Linked DNA regions of Mus musculus: all the other regions are linked to region 1. Evidence: chromatin contacts called from public promoter capture Hi-C data. All regions are on one chromosome and are shown on one strand. The core of a region is the stretch at or near the end of the contact, and the rest is flanking DNA. Distances in the headings are between cores, read along the strand shown.

The links. Promoter capture Hi-C pulls out the DNA fragments that hold promoters and counts their contacts.
Region 2: a promoter capture Hi-C map of embryonic stem cells shows a contact between it and region 1, with 6 times the contacts expected there. The contact joins the promoter of Rpn1 here to the promoter of Podxl2 in region 1. A contact is called at or near these places in 12 of 39 promoter capture datasets (the 3T3-L1 cell line, the C10 cell line, the HPC-7 cell line and 7 more), 3 of 115 datasets of contacts at active chromatin or transcription factors (the SCID.adh cell line, embryonic hindbrain and stem cell-derived neural progenitor cells) and 2 of 9 other capture datasets (adipose tissue and embryonic stem cells).
Region 3: a promoter capture Hi-C map of pre-B cells shows a contact between it and region 1, with 3 times the contacts expected there. The contact joins the enhancer-like site here to the promoter of Podxl2 in region 1. A contact is called at or near these places in 5 of 39 promoter capture datasets (the 3T3-L1 cell line, the C10 cell line, cranial neural crest and 2 more) and 3 of 115 datasets of contacts at active chromatin or transcription factors (embryonic basal ganglia, embryonic forebrain and neural tube).

Annotation. Positions count from the first base shown.
Region 1 is chr6:88,873,002-88,876,687 of GRCm38.p6, forward strand. Podxl2 (podocalyxin-like 2) reads right to left here and starts at 2,045. Exons shown (of 8, transcript NM_001347327.2): 1 at 1,918-2,045. The coding sequence starts at 1,978.
Region 2 is chr6:88,082,468-88,086,153 of GRCm38.p6, forward strand. It overlaps Rpn1 (ribophorin I), which reads left to right and starts at 2,006. Exons shown (of 10, transcript NM_133933.4): 1 at 2,006-2,327. The coding sequence starts at 2,064.
Region 3 is chr6:89,567,986-89,571,671 of GRCm38.p6, forward strand. Chchd6 (coiled-coil-helix-coiled-coil-helix domain containing 6) reads right to left here. Exons shown (of 8, transcript NM_025351.3): 3 at 1,358-1,427. Among named protein-coding and RNA genes, the nearest start is that of Chchd6, 26 kb to the right of the region's middle. Within about 2 kb of position 1,611, at least 6 of the 459 cell types and tissues checked have an H3K27ac peak or open chromatin away from gene starts, as enhancers often do. A contact at or near this core is called in pre-B cells, where this site is marked.

The sequences.
Region 1 (3,686 bases), core at 795-3,294:
GCACTCGGCCCTCCCCTGTCAGCAGCTTTCAAGTCAGATCCCCCTAAGCCCTTAGCAGACACCAGCATGGGAGGTGGCTGGGCAGCATCTGCCACTCTGCCCCCACAGCCCGGAGTGGCAGCCACAACAGAGATGCACCCCCACCCCACACCCCCATCCCCCACCCCCACCCGACTCCACTGATGTTTGCCGCTGAGAAAGAGTGCATGAGTGAAGCGTTCTTCTTTCTACACAAAGGTGTAGAAAGGAGGCACGCTGATAGACACACGTGTGCCTGCACAGAGATGGGGGCATACAAACGGGGTGAGGGAGAGAAGAGGAAAGGAGGGACCCTGATTGTCATCCCACTGGTCACCAGGATGGGGTCATGAGAGTCAGGTCTCCATACTGACTTGCACTGCTGGCAGAGATGGTGTGGTCCCTACCTAGAGAGAGAGAGCAGACCTCCCAGAGCTTTGCAAAGATCTGGGTGGTCTGTGTAGATGTCCCAGGCCAACATCAATAGACACTTCCCCATAAAATGTGCCCAGGGCAGGCACAGCAGTGTGAGGGGTCAGTTACCTCTCTGACTTTTTGTTTTATTTATCTATCTATTTATTTAGAGACAGGGTCTTGCTCTGCAGCCCAGACTGGACTTGGATTCCCAATCCTCCTGCCCCTTAGGTTCCAAAGAGCTGGAATTACAGTTAAGTACAACCCTAATCAGCGTTCTCCCACCTCCGCCCTTCTCCAGACATTTTCCTGGTGTTCTATCATTGACAGTCTCAAAGTAAGGGCCCACCACCTATTCATATCAAACAAGGTCTTCACCTGACTTCACATAGACGCCTCCTCGAATTTGTATACATTACACTGGGTGGGTTTTGGTGGGGTAACTGCCTGAGCACTAGTGGCCAGTCCCATGCCTGTCTCCACTGGAGGGGAAGCGACGCAGTCGAGGACACGCGTTCACCAAGTCTTGTAGCCCACCCAGCCCAGCACCCTGCTCCTGCCCCAGGCCCACCTTAGGACAGGGTCCCAGCTCCGATCTTCCCTGAGAAAGCTGCTCTCCCATGTCCTGGTCTGACCCACCTTTGCAGTCAGCCTTCCTCCCTCCCCTTCTGTGGTGGCGGCTTGCCTCTGAGCCTGTCAAGCTTTTGTGCCCGCCCCCTACACTCGCACACACCCCTGAATCCCATGTCTACCCTGAGAAGCTGTCTCTTTCTCCCTCACACACATATTTCTTACCTGCCTCAGGCCCCGACCTGTCACACGCCCACACTAACGAGGTATCCGGAGTGACTGCTGAATGAAAACCACGTACCCGAGTCTCACACACAGCCCCATATGGCGGCAGTCGCTGTCGCAGACCTACCCCTTTGTCAGCTCCTAATAAAGTTGCCCCGCGCAGTCGAGGACACGCGTTCACAACGACACGCACACGCCTTCCCAGGCAAGCTCCACGCACATGTAAACATCCACCTCGGCCACGCAGCTCTTTCTTTCTCGGCCCTCGGCATCCCCGGCCCACGCGCTTTGGGTACCCGCCGGACCTTTACGATGCGATTTCTCCAAGGGTGTCACCCGTGCGCTCTCGCCTCCCTGCTGAGCTTCTCTACACCCTCGCGCGCACACACGCACACGCCCCTCTGCTCCTTGGCCGCAGACTGGTCACCTGTCACCTGTCACCTGGCGAGGGGTGGGGCGCGGACACCCTGGTGCAGCGGCCCCGCCGCCGCCGTCCTCGAGCGCGCGCGTGGCACGGAGCATCCAGCGCCCAGGACAGGGCGCCTGGGGGGTCCCCGCGCCAGGCCCCGCGCCGCCGCCTCCTCCCCGCGCGCGGCCGACCCCGCGCGCCCCACAGCCTTTGTTCTGCGGCGCTGCCAGCACTGGCCCGTGGCGCGCTGCGCCCTCGCGGCTTGGCCCGGCCCCACTCACCGGCGGCCAGCAGCAACAGCAGCGGCGGCGGCAGTCGGGCGGCCCGCAGCGGCCGGGCCATGGTGCAGCGTTGCCGCCCGCAGCCGCAGCGCCGCGGCGCCCGGGCCGGCCTCGGGGGCGCGCAAAGCGAAGGCGGCGGCGCGCGTGCGCCCCGTTGGCCTGCGTACCCGCCACTCACGCGCTCATCCGCCCAATCGATGCAGCGGAGGGATCGGGGGCGGGACCCTATTGCGGAGTCCGGCTTCGCACCTGCACCTCGGGCCTCGAGCACTTCGCCACCCGGGGGGGGGGACCTCCCTGGGAAGCGGGTCCCGAACCTTTTGTGCAGCAGACCGGGCCCCAGTTACAGCGAAGGAGACAGAGGCCAGGATCAGCAGGGACCTGTTGGGGCACGTGGCCTGGGGATCCTGAAGGCCGGAGAGGACCAGGCTTTGGTGAAGGGACTGGGCAAGAGCAGAGAGCTGAACTCTGTGCCGGGTGTAGTTTATTTTCATTTTATGTGTGTGAATGTTTTCCCTACATGTACATATGTGCACCACGTGCGTGTTTGAAGTCCACTGATGGTTGTTGAGCCACCATGTGGGTGCTGGGAACTGAACTTGGGTCAGTCCATGCTCTTAACCTCTGACCCACTACAGCTTCCAGGGGTAGTTTAGACCCCCAATTTCCAGTTGGCTTTCACAGCCTGAGGAGATTTGTCCTTGTCTTCAGACATCTTGTGGGAGTCACCTTTCTCTCTAGCCAGCGCTTCTCCTTGACTTCAAGTTTCTTTTTGTGCCAATATGGCAAATCCGACAGGCATTGCTCTTCCTAAGTGTCAGGAGGGCAGGAACATTCCTCAGCATGTTCCAGAGCCACAAGTGTAGGAAGGCAGGTTAAGCACAAACGGAGGCAGAGGGGACCTTCTATGGAGACATTTATAGGATGCATGGATGTTGGGTAAGCTGGGTTTTGGCGAAACCATTCTAGATACAGAGAGAAACTGTGGCAATTCTCAGATAGAAAGATGTCTCACTTCTTTAAGTGACAGTGAAAACACTGACTGAAGCGTGACTGTCCCACGCCTGTAATATTTGTACCGCACTAGAAGGGATTCAGGTTAAGACCAGGGCAGTCTGAGCGACATAAGATTGTCTGGTGGGGGAGGGGAGCTAGAGAGACAGCTCCGCACAGAGTTTGTGGCTCTTGGAGGACCCAGATTTGGTTCCCAGCACCCACACTTGCTACTGTCTGTAACTCCAGCTCCAGGAAACCCAGTGCCTAGTCTTCTACTAGATTGAATCAGTCTGTACTTAAAGGCATGCTGTGTTGGGAGAGAGACTCTAGGTTTGTGTTTTAAAAAAGAAGAAAAGGCTTTGGACTCCTTCCGAAATAATAAGGATCAGACTTGACAGAGGGCGACTCCCTGAAGATCTTGGCTACAGACAAGAAGAGGAAGACTGGCAAGATCAACAAGATGGGTAATGTATACACTGATCCCTATACTTGGGGACAGCTCTGGGACTTAAATGTCTATATACAGACAACAAATTGTATTGACTACAAAATTCTCAGGGCTTATTATGACATACCATCTTTTCAGATAGTGTAAATGGAGATTTGAGTTTGATTATATGATCAGACTAACTTCTAAAGAAAGACAGTTGTCTTTCACCTGTTCAAACAGCAGAAAATCATTCTTAATTGATCTCCGCACCCCGCACTTTCAATGCAAATGTCGATAAGGTTTGTATATTGCAGAATGGAAGACCAAGAAGGCAGCCCTGACA
Region 2 (3,686 bases), core at 756-3,255, 790 kb before region 1:
TGCCTGCATAAGTGTCCATGCACCACATCCTTGAAGTGTGAGTGGAGTACAGAAGGCAGTTTTAGATCCACTGGAACCAGACTTAGTGTTGTGAGAAGCCATGCAGGTCCTGGGAATTGAACCCTGGTCCTCTACTAGAGTATCCAAGAGAGGACTTAACTGCTAAGCCTCCTTTCCAGTCACCTAACTCTATAATTTTTAATTTTGGAAGAGTTGAAGAAAAATTGTCTCTGATGTTGGAGTGTTATTTTAAATGGCTACTATATTGCCCCTGCTATCCTCTGCAGAGCTTTGCCCTGGTGAATGTGTTAATAGTGTGGTCAGACTTTCTATTGTTGTTGTTACATTAAGGCAAAGTATTTTATGTTCTTTATTCTTTATTCTTTCCTTAGCCTCCTAAATACTGAAGCATTACAGGCATGTACCACTACTACAACCAGATAGCATTAAAAAAAGATTTATTTTTAAATTTATATTTATGTGTGTGTATGTGAGAGAGAAAGAGATACAGAGAGACAGATAAAGACAGAGACAGAGAGGAACAGAAGGAAGAACATCTGTGTATGGATGTTTGTGGAGGTTAGAGGGCATCAGATCCTTGCCTGACAGGCAGTTGTGAGCCTGGGAACCGGAAGAATTCAAGTCCTTTGAGAGAGCAGCAAATCCTCCTAACCACTAAGCTGTCTCTGCATACATAATGTATGTACTCGCGTGCAAACAGTAAGTAGTTTTGTTTTCTGGGCCATATAGTCTGGTTTGCAACTACACTACTGTTACTGTTGTACTGTGAAAGCAATCATAAGCTACGGACAAATGAACGTAGCTATGTTCCAATAAAACTTTATAGACACAGATAGATTGTTGGCCTGCAGGTGCTAATTTCCTGACTTCTGCTTTGTAGGGAGGAGCATGGCCAGCCCTCCATTCTCTCTTCTCATTGGCTGGTATCAATGTTTGAATATTTCCATCTCCTCCCAAAATTTACCTTCGAATTACATCCTTCAAGCAACAACATTGGGACGCATTCTCATTTGGGGAGTGGAGACTGTACACAACCATTGTGCAGGGGGCTTGGAGATTTTATAGGGTTGAAAAAAGGGAACTTTAGGGGAGCAAAGTTTTATCTGTAGATTTTTTCATATATATATATATACATATATACATACATATATATATGTATATATGTATATATATATATATATATATATATATATATATATATGGTTTCAAGGCCCAAAAAATGCCATTGGATGTTTTCGTCACTAAGCTGGCTTTCTTGTCAGGTGTATCAGTACACTGACTACAGTTTCTCTGCTCACTTGAAGTTCATTGTTTTTGGTCATTAATTCTTCAGTGTGACTTTGGGAGATGATAGCACTAGAGGAATCCATCTGCAAGATGCCTTTGTAAAAGGGCTTGCCTCAGAGAGACCCTTTCCTGCCTTTCTGTCATATGACGATATGCAATGCCTTCCTTAGAAGGCATGCAATGTCAAAGTGCCACCTTGGTAGTAAATAGCAGCCCTCACCAGACAGCTAGTCCTGCCAGTGACTTCGCCTTGGACTCCTACAACTGTGATAAATGTCAACAGGTATCTGAGGTTAATATCATCAACCTTGGTTAGTTGCTTAAGGTTTCTGCCATCACTCACATTAATGGTTGAACTAAATATTAGAGGAGAGACTTGAGTTTCTGGAAATTTCCCATTTTCCTTTAAACTTTTGCCCACTTAGCATTCGTATCACTATAGAGAAGGCAAAGTTAGTTCCTTAGACTAAGCTATAGTATACTGTTTTTGAGCTGAGAGGCCAGAGTTATTTTGCATAAGCATGAAGGAAACAGACAGGATATAAGGAAATCAGGGGTGAATACGGCTATTAAGCGCCCCAAGAAGTACGCCTGCACTTTAAGATTTTCAATCAGGCGCCCCACGATCGCCCGGTTGCCCTGGAGACGGGGTCCTTTCTGACCGGGCCCAGCCATCTTGTGGTGCTGTTGGCCAATCAGCGGTTGCGCCGTGGCGGGGGGGCGGGGCGCGTGTCGGTGGCGCTCAGCTCGCGGTCATGGAGTCGCCGGTCGCCTTGCTGTTGCTGCTGCTGCTATGTCTCGGGGCCTTGGCCCCGACGCCCGGCAGCGCCTCCTCGGAGGCTCCGCCGCTGGTCAACGAGGACGTGAAGCGCACGGTGGACCTGAGCAGCCACCTAGCCAAGGTGACGGCTGAGGTGGTCCTGGTACACCCGGGCGGCGGCTCCACATCACGAGCCAGCTCTTTCGTTCTGGCCCTGGAGCCAGAACTGGAGTCGCGGCTTGCGCACCTAGGCGTGCAGGTGAGCGGAGGGAGGAGCCGGCGAACCTCACGCGGGATGCCTGAGGCGATCGGGGATCCCTGGGGAGGGGCGGGGAGGTTGAGGGCGTTAGGGATCCTCCAGGTGTCTGGTTGTCTGAAAGGCAGGTGTTGGAGGGGGACAGCGGAGAGGTTGGGGTCCGCCGTCTCTCTTGTCCGCGTGTCCTCTCGGACACGTCAGCACAAGCTTCCGAGCGTGGGGCACCGCCCACGTGGCTGCTCTGGAGCCCAAGGCGACCCCTTGGTCCCCTGGCGACCTCCTTCCGCACCCCAAGAGGATCTTGGCTGTGGCCGGGTGCGGTACTTCGGGTACCCAGCTTCTTTTCTGTCCCCTGGACTTGCTCGTCTAGTGGAGGACTATCAGTGAGTTAAGACAATTTATTTCCTGAATGCAATTGACTGGTGTAGTCTGTTCTCTCCAGACAGCAGCGTTCAGAAATACAGCAGGTTTCTGGTATTAAAGTTTGTCATTCCTCGCACCCGGTTAATGTAACACTCCTCTGAAAGCTGCTGCTTAACGCTTTCTTAATGTTCAGACTAATTGAAGAGTCAGCCCCTTATGCTGTACAGAAAGGTGAAGCCCAGGTCTGTTCCTCCCCACCGTCTCTCATTGGAACACTTCAGCATTTAGCCTTCTGTACTTTTCATTGAATACACTTTTATACCTTTCAAGGAAAGAAATCGCTGGCTTTGGGAATAGAGGGAATATCCACACAGGTTAATTTTTATTACTGTTCTCATTAACTATATTCATTAAGTGATTACCCAATTTACTAGGAGACTAAGCACACCACATTCTTTTTAACTGTATGGAGCTATAAAGCTGGACTTATAATAGTCACTGAAGTGACTCCTGTCCCCTTTACATTGAAGCCTTGTTCATGCTCAGCATGGCTTTCCTCAAATATTTCTGGAAAGACATTCATGACTTCATTGGATGCTCAGTCCTGTTTTGTGAAAATCAGTCATGACTTAATGAAGTCATAGTATAATCAGATCACAGCAGAGGCTTACCACCCTGCTGCTGTCCTGGTGGGAATTGCATACAAGTTGGGTCCCTCTACATGGCTCAGAGCATCCAAGTTCAATTCCACAGCCATCGGTAACTCCAGTTTCAGGGTGCACAGACCCACTTGCAAGCAAAACACCCATGTACATTAAAAGAAAAATTAGGAAAAGAAAAGGCTGTGGCAGGTATTTTAAGAACATTCCCCACCCTATAGCAACCTTTTGAGGCATAGGAATTCTTACATGACTGTGGAAGTATCTGGCTTTGGAGCTTATTAACCCCCCTCCCCCAAATGAAGGTCTGACTTGTCCCATACCCTTGGGTGTATTTGCA
Region 3 (3,686 bases), core at 361-2,860, 690 kb after region 1:
AAGAATGAGTGTTCTGGCAGGGTTGAATCCCATGTGAGCCATCCTTTCAAACAAGTAGGCAGGGTGGGGTATGGCATTCTTGTTTGGCTGAGAGCCTGAAGGTTTTAGACAGCAGCACTTTTGAGGTTTAAACATCTAACTTTGTCTGGAGTACAATCGTAACCTTTGACCTATCCTGGCATTCTGCTAGTGTATCACAGCAGATAAAAGCTAGGAGGACTAAGATGCCCTCTGTGTTGTTCATAGAAGTAAAATAGCACAAGCAGCAAGCAGCAAGGTCATGGTAGAGAAAAGGCCACAGCATCATGAAAAGCTATACCACAGCTTCAGTGCTAACTTGAATTTATATGTAACAAGTTGAATCTAAAAACTGAGAATGAACAAACTATCTGATTAGCAATAAACGTGCTTGAAAGCAGGTGTAACTGATGGAAAGTAATTATAATAGAAAGTAAAGCAGCAAGATATGAAAATGCCTAGGTCGTTAATATAAACAAGTTAAGGTAAAGACATTGTGTGCAAGAGACACCCAGAAGAGCCACAGCAGTTGCACTGAGATAATGAGTCTATGGGGATTTGTTTTTATTTTATGTAGTTTTAAAAAATCTTTTATCAGCATGTATTACTTTAAAATTGCTAAAAGTTACTGAAGGGAATGTGGAGGTTGTACATTCCTGGAGATACCACTGGGATACAGGAGGGTAACGTTTGAGACCATGAGTCTTTACCTAGGGTTGTCATGCTGGAGGGCAAACCCCCCAGCAAACTGGGCCTTGGGACCATACAGAGGCCGTTTCCTCAAAGACAATGAGGAAGCCCATGCATAAAGAGCACAGAGGGCAGGCACTGTACTTACCCCTGACTATGCCCCCATTAAGAACACCGTCCCCTGCAGTGATTTCTCTAGGTAACAACTAATGGGTCAAAAAATCAGAAAGCTGGCCTAAACATAAGGGGCCTCTGTGCCCTAGGCACTTTTCTACACATCCTCGGGACAGAGAAAATGGTACTGTTTCATGACAGTTGTGAGTTCTCAAGATCATGGCCTGAGCTGGCGGGAAGTTTATCAGGCAAGCTCCACTTCCTTCATTCTTCCAAGAACCTGCCTCCTCAATTCTGGATTTTAAGGATGGATTTTTAAGAATCCATCTCTGGTAACCAATTCCCTTGTGCCCTTTCCAACGGACCAGAGCCACCATGGCATTGTTTCAACACAAGCCAACATTAAAAACATGAGGCATTGTGCTCCAGGGAGTTGTGGGAAGGAAGGGGTGTTGGGGGAGGGGGCAGTGTACACCTGGAAGAAGTCAGCTTTGGGGGTTGGGGGCAGCAAGGGAATACAGACTCTTGGGCTTACTTCTTAAGATCCTCCTTCACTGCTGAGGACTGCAGACCACCACCACTCTCTGCACTGGGCACTTTAACGTCTGCAATGGAACCAGAGGAAAAAGGCCAATTAACAGCACCCAGGATTGCCAGGACTGACAGGCACAGGCACACACACACACACACACACACACATCAATCAATATACTTCCTCAGGAAACCACACTCTGCGTGTCCCCAAGGAAACACATGCCCCATGGACAGACTGCAGAGTTCTAGAGGCAGATAGGAGCATAACCTCAAATCAACCAGTGTGCAGAGCCAAATGACAGGAGGCTGCTCCGACCATAGGTTCTGCAGCAGGGCACCCTCAATGTGGGGCTGGCAGCAAACCACCTGAGTGTTGCCCTTCAGGTTCACCATTACATGTCCCACATTTGTTAGCACTCGGAGACTACCTCCTAACCCACAAGCCAGAGATGGCTGAGGGTAATCACCCTCTGCCATGTATCTGCAAGAGGAAGGCAGAGATGCTTGTATCCTGTTTCTTTTGGAACCTGCCATGGTTTGAATGCTTGCCCCGCTAAAACTCAAGATGGTCTAACTACACTCTAACAACAGTAAGAGGCAAGGTCTTTAGTAGCAATTAGGACTAGAAAGCTCCCCACCATGGATGGCATCATTTACTTTGCAAAACGATGGAAAGCCTTCAGCTCTCACACTTGTTCTGTCCTCGGTGTGATGTCCTATGCTGCCTCAGGGCTCTACCCCGTTCCCATCAGCAATAAAGCCCTGACCATATGCTGCCCTTTGATTCTGGACTTCCCAGCCCCTTGAACTATAGACAGAAATTGACTTCTTCATAAATTATCTCATCTATGGTATTTAGCTACAGTAACTGGAAAGAGCATCCATTTCTACAGATTCCTAATGCTGGTGTGGCACTTTCTATTAAACCTATTTTATTTCTAGAGTTATCTGGAACTATTGGGTTGCTAGGGACTTCTCTTATGATGACACCTTCCTTTGTAGTCTTCTATGGTGGCTGAAACCTCTGCATCTAGATGACTTTGGCTCTTGCAACTGAGCAACCATGTGAGGGAATGATTTAATTTTAACGGTGTTTTCTAACTTTGTTCTATCTAACGTAAAGTTGAAAAAAAAACACTATGCTTAAAAGATACCTTAAAATCAGCCCATTTTGAAACAACACCCTTCTCAATAGTCACAAATAATATAAAATATCTTGGCGTGACTCTAACTAAGGAGGTGAAAGATCTGTATGATAAGAACTTAAAAGTCTCTGAAGAAAGAAATTAAAGAAGATCTCAGAAGATGGAAAGATCTCCCATGCTCATGGATTGGCAGGATCAACATTGTAAAAATGGCTATCTTGCCAAAATTAATCTACAGATTCAATGCAATCTCCATCAAAATTCCAACTCAATTCTTCAACAAATTAGAAAGAGCAATCTGCAAATTCATCTGGAATAACAAAAAACCTAGGATAGCAAAGACTCTTCTCAAGGATAAAAGAACCTCTGGTGGAATCACCATGCCTGACCTAAAGCTTTACTACAGAGCAATTGTGATAAAAACGGCATGGTACTGGTATAGTGACAGACAAGTAGACCAATGGAATAGAATTGAAGACCCAGAAATGGACCCACACACCTATGGTCACTTGATCTTTGACAAGGGAGCTAAAAACCATCAAGTGGAAGAAAGACAGCATTTTCAACAAATGGTGCTGGCACAACTGGTTGTTAACATGTAGAAGAATGCGAATCGATCCATTCCTATCTCCTTGTACTAAGGTCAAATCTAAGTGGATCAAGGAACTTCACATAAAACCATAGACACTCAAACTTATAGAGGAGAAAGTGGGGGAAAAGCCTCGAAGATATGGGCACAGGGGAAAAATTCCTGAATAGAACAGCAATGGCTTGTGCTGTAAGATCGAGAATTGACAAATGGGACCTCATGAAACTGCAAAGCTTCTGTAAGGCAAAAGACACCGTCAATAAGACAAAAAGGCCACCAACAGATTGGGAAAGGATCTTTACCTATCCTAAATCAGATAGAGGACTAATATCCAATATATATAAAGAACTCAAGAAGGTGGACTCCAGAAAATCAAATAACCCCATTAAAAATGGGGCTCAGAGCTAAACAAAGAATTCTCACCTGAGGAATACCAAATGGCTGAGAAGCACCTGAAAAAATGTTCAACATCCTTAATCATCAGGGAAATGCAAATCAAAACAACCCTGAGATTCCACCTCACACCAGTCAGAATGGCTAAGATAAAAAATTCAGGTGACAGCAGATGCTGGGGAGGATGTGGAGAAAGAGGAACA